Regions from separate parts of the Mus musculus genome. Here region 1 is linked to region 2. A link is a contact called in public HiChIP or PLAC-seq data. All regions are on one chromosome and are shown on one strand. The core of a region is the stretch at or near the end of the contact, and the rest is flanking DNA. Distances in the headings are between cores, read along the strand shown.

Region 1 (5,504 bases), core at 1,141-3,640, 380 kb after region 2:
CCAAGAAAACTTTGCTTCCGCCAGCCGAGCCGTGGAGACATAACAGACTCGTTTTCCTGCAGCTGAAGTAAATATTTCAACATTGATGTTGAAGGCGCCTGATCGCAGGGAAGCAGGAAGCTACTATTTTTAGTTGAGAAAAACATCAACATTGGAGGAAGAGACCAGAGCAGAGGCCCATACTTCAAGTTTCTTCAAGTTAACAATATCAGAGACACTCACTAAGCAATGGGCACAGCCCACTGGCATTTCATTTTTCTACAGTCCTGGGAACATAACCTAGTGTGTTAAGAATGCTAAGCATTTTCTCTACTCGGAATTACTCCCCACCCCAGTCTGGACAATGCATTGATGGAACCTAGTGATGAAACCGCGTTACCCAAATCCAGCAAGGGCAGATACTTCTGGAAATAAATCCATCTTTGAATCTGGAGGAGGCATAGTCTCTCTTCACTGCCGCCATATCTTCTGTGGAAAGACTATGCGTGACTAGAATGTTCTATAGCTGCCATGGTCCTGCCAGTTGCTGGCAACTCTGCCACAGCTGCCTGGTCTACCCTCCGTCTTTTAGGAGAGGCCTTCTCAGTGGCTTTGAAGATGGCCCCTCAGCACACTCCCTGGCAGGTGACTCATTCGCAAGCTCCTCTGGCCCAGTTGCACTGTTAAGGCACTCACAGAGTAGATGGCTACTCTTAATGACTATTGCTCACAGAAGACAACGTGTGTGGAAAAGGAAAACACACTCAACTGGAAGCCATTGCTCTTGGCTTCCGGTTCCCAGGCTGCACTCTTTTCCAACATCAGCATGAACAGCCCCACCCTACGCCCAAGTAGCCCCTTCTCAAACTCCCTAGTAGACATGATCATTTTTGCAGTTTAGTGGCAAAGTGGGTGTCTCTCAGGGCTCTGTGCCAGTCCTAAGTGACAGAAAAATGAAAGACTGCCAGAAAAGCTAAATACTGTCAGCAGGGTATCGTCAGTGCTCATTGGAAAAGTACCTTTGGGGCCGACGGCAATCTCACCTGTTGTCACTGTTGACTGGAATTTCAGTGAGTTCCACAGGAGCCAGCACGTAGGTACAGGGGAAATCAAAGTCCCTTTTGGGGTTCTTAATCCCATTCATAAAATAATTTAATGACAGACTCAAACAGAAGCTTGGGGGACAATTTTCTTGAAAAATCTTGGTCTGGCTCAGGGATTAAGAGAGTGTACTGTTTCTTCAAAGAATCCATGTTCGGTGCCCACCACCCAGGTTAGATAGCTCATAGCAGGCAGCGGGGCAAGCATTAACAGAAGAAACCCTGGGAGATCTGATGCCTCCGGATGCATGGGCACCCACAGTCCCACACATAGCCACACACGTGATGTATAGACATCACATTCCCCAATACTACCTAATGAGAAGAAATCTTTTTTTTTTTTTTTTAAAGATTTATTTATTTATTATATGTAAGTACACTATAGCTGTCTTCAGACACACCAGAAGAGGGCATCAGATCTCATTACGGGTGGTTGTGAGCCACCATGTGGTTGCTGGGATTTGAACTTCGGACCTTCGGAAGAGCAGTCGGGTGCTCTTACCCACTGAGCCATCTCACCAGCCCATGAGAAGAAATCTTAAAAAAGGAAGGCCACGAGAAGAAACCACCACTCCCTCCCAAGAGCAGGAAAACTAAACCTTGGCAGCTGCCCGAGGAGGAGCTTGGAGAGGAGAAGGAAAAGGGTGAAGCAGCTCAGCCAGCATGGAGCCTCAGCCATATGGCAGAGGAGCAGCCACATGGTGGGGAGGAGAGAGTAAGGAAACCCAAAGTACCAGGAAAAAAATCACACTTAGGCTCCTCAGCAGCTCAAAGAGAGAGACAGAAAAAGAAGACAAAAGAAAAGCTAAGCCTTTCTGAGTCTAAACAAAGGTGGGTAGACAGAGCAGAACTTTACATTGCCTTGTAGGACTGTGCTAGCAGGTGGAAATGAAGGAAAAGTACCGTATCTCATTAAAAGGATAATTATTCCTCCCTCCTCTTCAGCAGGGTTTAGGGTGAACTTGCCTTCCTGGGGGTGGTCCCTTAACCAGATCACCCAACCTGCCCAATTGCGTGTTAGCTCTCCATCTAGACCAGAGATTTCATTCTCTTGGACAGAAAGAAAGATTTCCCTCCAATTGGCTCTTTCCACTACTGTGATATTTTGACAGCTATTTTATTTGTTGTTGTAAGATTAAAAAAAAAAAAAACCTCACTTCTATTCCATGTCAAGATGATTGTCAGCTTCAAAGACAGAAAGAAGGACAGCTGTTTCCCTCACAGATCTCTCAGTACTCACTAGGACCCCAATCTTCCCTCATTGACTCTGATAGTCATATGCTCAGTACAATGGTCTCTTCAGATGCTGTGAATCATATGTCAGGATGAGTCATCTCCCCTAGAATAACAAAGGCTGAAAATAAGAGGTGAGCTTCCCAGTGAAACAGAGGCTGCCTCCACAAGAAAGACACCTGGAAGCTGAGTGTTGACAAAGCACACATATGCCCACTCGGGACACAGAACATGGATGCCACTGTGTCTTCTCAAATGGTACCAACATCACGACAGAACCTGCTCCGAGTTTGGGTTAGAAGGAAGGACAGGGAGAGAGCTGCAAAGAGGAATGAGGTGGGACCTCTGTGCTCAGGAAGCCCAGCACCTGAAATCTTGTGGTCAGATACTGCAGTCGCAGCAAAGTGGGAACCAATGAATTTGGTCTTCAGAGGTCTTGGCTTCACCGTGCTTGAAGAAGCCAGTACCTAGAGTCAGATGCTGGCACGTGACAAGAATCTTGATTTCAACTTCCTTAGGATGATCATCAGTGAGTGGAGGTTTTCAGGTAAAGTGGACTAGGCATGAACTGGGGGTGAGGCAGACAATTACTACTTAGTTACTGACTAAAGGTCACTCAGCAGTTGCCAGAAAAACCCTCTGTTTGAGAGTTTCTAGTTCATGTAGATGGCTATTTCATGACTGTAGATTCCCTGTTCTTACAAATGGGTCAGTTAGTTATCATGTATCTTTCCCAAAGCACTTAAAAATAAACAATACTAGCTAAATCAATAAGCAGATAATAAAGATGCCTTTTCCCAGTTATAATTTTTTAAATGAGATCTTTGTGAGACAGAAAATTCTCATTTCACTTCCTGTAATAGGATCTATTACTCTCTAGGCTCAGAAAACATAATCAGTTGACTCAATGGTATACTAAGTAAGGGCCAAATCTGCCTCATAATGGTGCATGGGACAAAAGGCAAAGCAGAAGTGGTAAACGCCCCAGGAGAAAGACATTTTGGAGATGTGTGCATTCTTGATGCTCTAAGAACCATCATGAAGACTTGGGAGCTGAAAACATGTAAAGGTGATGACCTCAAATAGGCCCTGGCTGTCAGTGGTGAGTGTTCCTGATCTCAGAAAACAAGAAGCTTACAAACTGAATCCATATACATCTTCTGAGGTCCTACTGTGTGTGTGGATAACTCTTAAATGCTTTGTGAGATCAAAGAGGATAAGGTTGCCCTGTTAAAGAAGAAATAGAAACTCCAATTAAAGATAAAACATTTATAAGCATGAAAACCCAATAAAGCAGTCAACAGAAGTAAGCATTAATGGAAGAAATGCTGGTCGGCAGCAGATGGGTAATTAGCAAATGAATCATCGGAGTGCTGGCTGGGGTAACCTTTTAGAAAGGAGTGGTTAGCTCAAGGTAGGGACTGAGGAGCCTCTTCCTAAAGAGGTGGCCAGACCTTGGTCTTGGGATGTTAGGGCTGAGTAGGCTAAGCAACAAGAAGGTGAAGAGAAGGGTCACGTGACAGTTGAAGAGAATGAGCAAATCATTTGCCTGGGGGTGATGCTCTGTGGGGGAGGAGTAGAGAAAGCTGTAAGGCTCTTAAATGCTGACCGGAGGGTTTTAGGTGAACTCCACTAAGTGATGGAGGATCACAGAAGGCTTTTGAGGGAGAAAGTGGGGTGGTCAATCCATGTTTAGGATCTGTGTGTGTGTGTGTGTGTGTGTGTGTGTGTGTGTGCTTGCACATTCACATGCTTAATTCTTCAGGCATACTAGTGTTTGCATCTGTGTAGTTGAGCCTTTTTTTCCATGGGTTTATGGGCCTTTTGCACATCTATAGGAAAATGTTTTTTTTTCAAGATATTACCCATTAAATCTATCAGATTGTTGTCTGTCCCATTCTTTTTTTTCTGACTTCCCTCCTCTCTTCCTCTCTTCTTTCCTCCCTCTCTTCCTTTTCCCCCCTGCCATTTTCCTTTCCCTCTCTCTCTCTCTCTCCATCCCTACAGGGTTTTCCTGTTCCATCCACACACACCCCAACCCCCACCCTCACCCACACACAGACTCTTTTTTCTTTCTTCAGGTGCATACTTTGAAAAGCAGGCATTTTAAATTACAAGGAAGTTCAGATTAAACCGACTTTTAAGGAGTTGCATTTCCCATGCCTGACATTTGCTCACATTAAGGATGTGAAGACTTTTTTAAAAAAATGTTACCTTGTAGAATTTGATATGATTTTCATCTGGAGTTAATTATTTTGTAGTATAATATAAAGGTTGAAATTTATTTATCTGTACATCAATATGATTTTACCCCAGCCCACTTTACTACAAAAGTACCTTGAATCAGATTGAAATTCTAGATAATTTTTGAAGCTCCGAAAGTGTCTGGCTTTTCTTTCCAACAGATGACACAATGTCTTCTTTAAAAAAGAAGCAGACCAGTTTTTAAAGTTAGAAACTGACTAAAAAGGCAACCGCAGATCTGGATCCACTAGTGATGGTTGTAACATTGTGTAGACTAGCAAAGCTGGGACCCGTTGTAGGACATGGGCTGCTCTTAGTCACTGTGGGGGCTGCGGCTGAGACCCTGTAATAAAGGGCAGGATAACAATACAATAAGAGACAACAATGCATTTTAAAACTAGAGATATACTATGTGATGTAGGGACTCTCAGGACTGAAGACACAGAAACTGCTGTCTTTTTATCCCATTTTTGATGGCAAGGTGAATAGTTATAGAGAAACAGTCAGACACAGAGGGCGTGACCCACTGGAAATAAACTGGAGGACCTTAGCAAGGCCAACTCTTTTCAATCTTTCTGTGTCCTTGTCTTCAGAGGGGAGGACATCTCCCTCCTCAAGGTACAGTGAGCGCAGCTCTTATACCAGGGCTTTATGGCACACTTCAGAGGAGAGTCTGGCAGTTGGTTCTAGGTGGTATGACCTGTACCAGGGCAGGAAGAGAAGGTCACAGCGATCTTCCTTGGTCTGTTGCTTTTATAACTGTCACAGTGCCATAGTTTGGACTGGTAAAGCTTAAGGCTCAGCACAATTTAAGCTTGGGGACAGCTTAAATTAAAGGATATTCATGCAACACACAGTAGGATATTATAGCCAATAAAATATTGACAATCTACATATATGAACAAAGAAAAATAATCCTCCTAATGTGCTTCAAAGGAGCTTGTGCCA
Region 2 (5,505 bases), core at 873-3,372:
ACACATACAATAATAATAAATAACAAGCAAACTGCATACAAAGAAAGAAGAGAAGAGACATAATCCAGAAGTTGCGAGCATTGATTGTGCTCCTGTTGCTCCAGCCAGGTTTGGTATGGGGTTAGGAAGTATGTGTGACCCTAACTTGGTGCCACTTACCCAGCTGGTCACCAGACTGTCATGGGCAGAGACAGTGCCCAGAGGTCACTGCATTTGGTTTATATTCTAGTCAGAAGTAGTATTCTCATGTAGGAGCCCTCAGAAAGTTTTCAAAAGAAACTCAGTCGTAATTAATAGAAAATTACTTAAATATGTGAACATCATTTCTTTTTATCATACTTTGCATTTATTTTTTCTATATATAGTATTTTGTTTTTTTTTTTTTATTGTTTATTTTTATTTTTTTATTTTTTTGTTTTTTTGACACAGGGTTTCTTTGTATATTCCTGGCTGTCCTGGAAATCACTTTGTAGACCAGGCTGGCCTGGAACTCAGAAATCCACCTGCCTCTGCCTCCCGAGTGCTGGGATTAAAAGCGTGCGCCACCATGCCCGGCCCTGATTTATTTTTTTATTTTTATTTTTTTTCCTTTTTATTACCAGACTGTCCTGTGTGGAATGGGGGAGTTGCATATTGAGATTATTCATGACCGTATCAAGAGGGAGTATGGCCTAGAGACCTATCTAGGGCCTCTGCAGGTGGCATACCGGGAAACCATCTTAAACTCAGTTCGCGCCACAGGTAAAAAATACAACATTTTGGACATTCTGGGTTTGTTTAGTGTTTAGTTGTGTAAACAGAAGTCACAGTTTCCAGTGTCTCCCACAGTTTTACTGTGTGTATTAAAAAAAAATTAGTATAGAAGGCCTGGTGCCACTGCTACCCCCCCCCCACCCATCAGACAAATGTGTTTTCTAGTGGCCGTGGGACAGTGAAATCACTGGCTTGTTCCAGCCCTTACCACTGAAATGGGACTAAGAATTTGAAGTCAATTCATATTTATTGTATGAAGTGCATGAATAATTCCGCTATTTAATACAGTGTCCCTATACAGATAGCATTCTAGAGGAGGTGCAGTTTTTATGTTTCTGTCCTGAATGTCAGCACTCAGGTTTTCTGTATTTGGTTCCCTTAAGCAAAATAACAGTGGTCACTCTTCACCTCAAGGTGAGCAAAGTCTCTGGGTTCAGTCCCTAGTACTTACAAAGAAAATAGAACCCCCTATCCAGAAACAAAACAAAACAAAACACGGAAAGCTGTTTTTCTGTATTTCAGAAAATACTTTACTAGTTTTGGGGGAGGGAGAAACATTAAATATTGCTGAAGGAATATAGGAAATTTAAATTTGGAAATTGGCAGAGGAACAAGGTTTATAGTTTTTATTATCAGCTTTTTATACTCTCTAGATGTCATACAATTTGAGTGTTACCTTTTCCCCAAGGTTGGTACTTTTAAAGACTTAGTTTTGAGGGGTCTCAGATACAAGCAATCTCAGCAAGGGCAGACAGTCTCCTGGGGCAGCCTGTTCCTGGCATCTTTCTTTGGCTTCCTTCATTATCCTGGCAAACGTTGAGCCTCGAGTGCAGGCCCTCCTTATTCTTCACGCATTTCCATGTGTTTGTCCGCAGACACCCTCGATAGGGTGCTTGGAGACAAGCGGCACTTGGTGAGTGCGGAGCTGGAAGTCCGGCCAGCAGAAGAGCCCTGTGCTGTGGCCAAGATCGAGTATGCTGACTGTGTGGGTGAAGACCTGCTGCAGGCCTCTCGGGAGGCCATTGAAAGTGCCGTCCACAGTGCATGCCTCCAGGGTAAGGGACACACACCTGTCTCCTGGTGACTGTTTCTTTTTTTCTCTCATGCTGGAGTTTGAGCCAGGATCTTGGGCGTACTAGCGTGCACTGTGCACTCTGCCTTGATGTTACACTCAGCCTCCGAGTTGGTCCGTGTGCTACAGACACGCCAGTGTTCTCTGTGCTTGGACTTCACATGAATTCTTGCTGCATTGCTCCTTGTTACTGGACTGTGTGTACTGTTGTGCTTTATTCTCCCCACCCAGGACCTCTGCTCGGATCCCCAGTCCAGGATGTGGCAATGACGTTGCACTCACTGATGATTCACCCTGGCACCTCCACAACTATGGTCACTGCCTGCATCTCACGGTGTATGCAGAAGGTACGGAGCACCCTTCATGCTCTGCATTAAGGATGGGCACTGAGGCCAGCACCGCAGATTCCACAGACCTTATGTCACCATGGGGCCACCCAGATCTAGTACCAGTGGGTAAAGGTACTTAGCACCAAAAGCCTGCTTCTGAGTTTAATGCTCAGGAACTGCATAGTGGCTTCAGAACGTTGTCCTATGACCTCTACATGAGCACATACCACACACACAAATGGGATTTAAAACTTTTAAACTAGCTCTTGTATGGGAAATCTTTGATTTCTAAAACTAAATTTTCATTTGAAAGATTTTAGAAATTACTGGTCAGAAAGGTTAAACAAAACATTCTGATTTTACCAAAAGATCTTTCCAAACAAAACCTGGGCCTGTGAAGAGTGCACCTTGTTTAGACATTCCTTTTTTTACTTTTGAGATGTTACAGTTAGCTACAAGCCTGGCTGGGGAGAGGGGAATATATATATATATATTAATTAGATAGATAATCCATCTTTCCAGCCCCAAAGCCTGGTGGATTTAACTGGACAGATCTGAGGTCAGCTTGACATTGGGCTTTAATGTAAAGGACAATGGAAATCTAATGTGAATTTCAACTTCTTTTTAAAGATTATTTTATGTATGTGAGTGCTCTATCTTTGTGTACACCTGCATGCCAGAAGAGGGCATCAAATCCCATTACAGATGGTTGTGAGCCACCATGTGGTTGCTAGTAATTGAACTCAAGACCAGACAGTATTCTTAACTGCTGAACCATCTCTCAAACCTTTAATTTCAAATATTTGAATTTGTCCAAATAAGATTGTTTTCATTAAAAAACAAAAACAAATCAGTCCCATTGAACAACAGATTTAGGCCAAGCATCTTCCATGCATGTGATCACCTGAGTTGTCCTGAGTGTCATGGCCTTCTGCCTCCTGCCTCAGTGGCCCACCAGATCTGATCAACCCCCATGCGGTTTCCCAGTGTGGGAGTACCTTAGCCTAGCACTGGAGAGTAAAGTCACAGGTCACACTGAAGCTTTCAAGCACTAAGTAAGGTTTGAACTGTGTTCTGGGAACAATGGAGAATAAATGTTTTGATCAGTGAAGTATATATAGTCAGAACACAGAAGTGATTGGCATTTGGCACGGGAAAGACAGTCTAGGACAGACAGGAACTAGACGATGTCTGAATCAAGATGCCAGCAACAGGAATAGAAATACTGGTGTTTGCTGGAAAAAGGAAATCAGAGAAGTACATTTAAGCAAACTGAGATCTACTAATGCCATCAGCAAATAAGAAAGGCCAGAGACGTGCTTGGAAAAGAAACTGCTGAGCTAGGCTTGGGGCCCAGTGGGGGACAAGACTGAGTCCTCCGAGATGGGCTGCAGCTACTGCTGGTGTGGAAGCTCTGCAGTGAGGTACTGTTCAGAAGTCTGAAAAGGATAGAGGGCAGCTCTGGGAGGCCAGTCCCTCCCTAAAGGAAGCATTTTTCTCTTATATTTACCCTTTCCCACATGATTGTTTTATCTTGAAAACATGGTCAGGTTCCCTCTGTGGCCGATGAAGTCTAAGATTATAAACTGTAAATACAGAAAGTATTTGTAGACAGTTGTCTTGACTCTTGCCTTTGTTGTTGGCTTTTTGAGGTGCTCTCCTGTGCTGTTCTTTCCAGCATGTGGCCACTGTACAAGTTCTAACTTCTTGGCTCCTTATACAGTGAGCTCCCCAGAGCCCTCTGCTCAGGAATATAGGAATTAGCCTTCCTCTGTCTTCCGTGTACTGGAATAGAAATTTGTTCAGTTTATGAAATCTCTTCAGGCCCTGAAGAAAGCTGACAAACAGGTGCTGGAACCTCTGATGAGTCTCGAGGTCACAGTGAGCAGGGAGTACCTCAGCCCTGTCCTGGCAGACTTGGCACAAAGAAGAGGGAACATTCAGGAAATCCAGACTCGCCAAGACAACAGAGTTGTTCTAGGATTCGTTCCTCTAGCAGAGATTATGGTGAGTTTGCATTTGACATGTACACGTTGTTTACTCTAGGAGATGACCCCGACAGTGCGAGTGACACTGTGGGCATTGGGCTTGGGTTTAGAGAATGCATGCCAAGGTTTCAGCCACCATGAAACTTTGCCTTCAGTGGTGGCTGAGAACTTGGGAACACGTTACTTCCAATCACAGAGCCACAAAGATTAAGGCACAGTGTCTCAAATGTGGTCAGGCTGTTAACTGTCTAACCCCTGCTTCCATGTATTTTCTTATAAATTTTGGGGCCAGCATCCTTCTCTTCCCCACCCAGGCACTTCTGCCCCTCGGATAGACATGAGGGTACTGACTGACAAAGGGGAAGGACAGAGTCACTTACCTCAGAATGCATGCACAGCTCACCTATGCGAAGTTTTTGCCATAGTATTTCCCTTTTCTTTCTTTTTGAAAACCTCTCCCTGGAGGCGGTGGGACTCACCACCACCTTCTCTTCTGTGGTCTAAGATAATCCCCAAGATAAAAAATGTAAGGCGTAAATTAAGTGCAGTAACAAACTGAACTTTTTTTCATTAGGGATATTCAACTGTGCTTCGAACTCTGACATCTGGCTCAGCTACTTTTGCCTTAGAACTGTCTACTTATCAAGCCATGAGTCCTCAAGACCAGAGTGCTCTACTCAACCAGAGAAGTGGCTTGGCCCATGTGCTATAGGCCCTTGGAAACGGGGAAAGCTGGGCCAGTTGCCTGCTTTATTCCCGGCAAGAATGCTGTTTTATTAACTGGCTAGTAAATTGCTGCTTTGGTGTGGAAAGAACTTGACAAGACCCTTGGAGCTGCCATTCTAATTCTGTTGGGTGTACTTTGCTATATTGCACCACAGCTGGGCCCCGGTTATCTCTGCCATCTCTGGTGCTGGGATAAAATAACCTGGCCAGGGCAGCTTAGGAAAAAAAAAAGGTTTCTTTTCTCAGCAGGAAGCAAGGCAATGAGCTCTCAAAGTCCACCTAGTGATGAACTTCCTGAAGCCAAGATACACTGCCTAAGCCTCCCCAAACAGCACCACCCCCGGGAGCAGAGTCCAGAAGCCTGGGCCTGTGAGGAGCGGACCTCGTTTAGACATTTCTTGTTTTACTTTTGAGATGTTCCATCCCCCTGGAGCTGGAATTGTGGTGTGATTACGGAGATCCAGGGCCTGAGCTCGGGTCCTCTGCAAGAGTGATCTTAAATACCTCAGCCTTCTTTCTAGCCTGACATCTCTCTTTTAAACCATTGCAAGATGACAGTATCCACACAGGGCAGCCCTCTGGAGTGCTAGTGCAAGGCTTTTCCTTTTATTTTCTTAAGCTGCTCACATAAAAGATT

Evidence for each region. HiChIP or PLAC-seq counts read pairs in DNA pulled down with a chosen protein or histone mark.
Region 1: a FOXA1 HiChIP or PLAC-seq map of pancreatic cancer cells shows a contact between it and region 2. The contact joins two enhancer-like sites. A contact is called at or near these places in 2 of 115 datasets of contacts at active chromatin or transcription factors (microglia and pancreatic cancer cells).

Annotation. Positions count from the first base shown.
Region 1 is chr13:97,548,646-97,554,149 of GRCm38.p6, forward strand. No RefSeq gene overlaps it. Among named protein-coding and RNA genes, the nearest start is that of Gm5086, 8.6 kb to the right of the region's middle. Within about 2 kb of position 2,391, at least 26 of the 459 cell types and tissues checked have an H3K27ac peak or open chromatin away from gene starts, as enhancers often do. A contact at or near this core is called in pancreatic cancer cells, where this site is marked.
Region 2 is chr13:97,170,884-97,176,388 of GRCm38.p6, forward strand. It overlaps Gfm2 (G elongation factor, mitochondrial 2), which reads left to right. Exons shown (of 21, transcript NM_177266.5): 17 at 603-741; 18 at 1,629-1,808; 19 at 2,057-2,172; 20 at 3,979-4,161; 21 at 4,717-5,505. The coding sequence ends at 4,854. It overlaps Hexb (hexosaminidase B), which reads right to left. Exons shown (of 14, transcript NM_010422.2): 14 at 5,448-5,505. Among named protein-coding and RNA genes, the nearest start is that of Hexb, 25 kb to the right of the region's middle. Within about 2 kb of position 2,123, at least 15 of the 459 cell types and tissues checked have an H3K27ac peak or open chromatin away from gene starts, as enhancers often do. A contact at or near this core is called in pancreatic cancer cells, where this site is marked.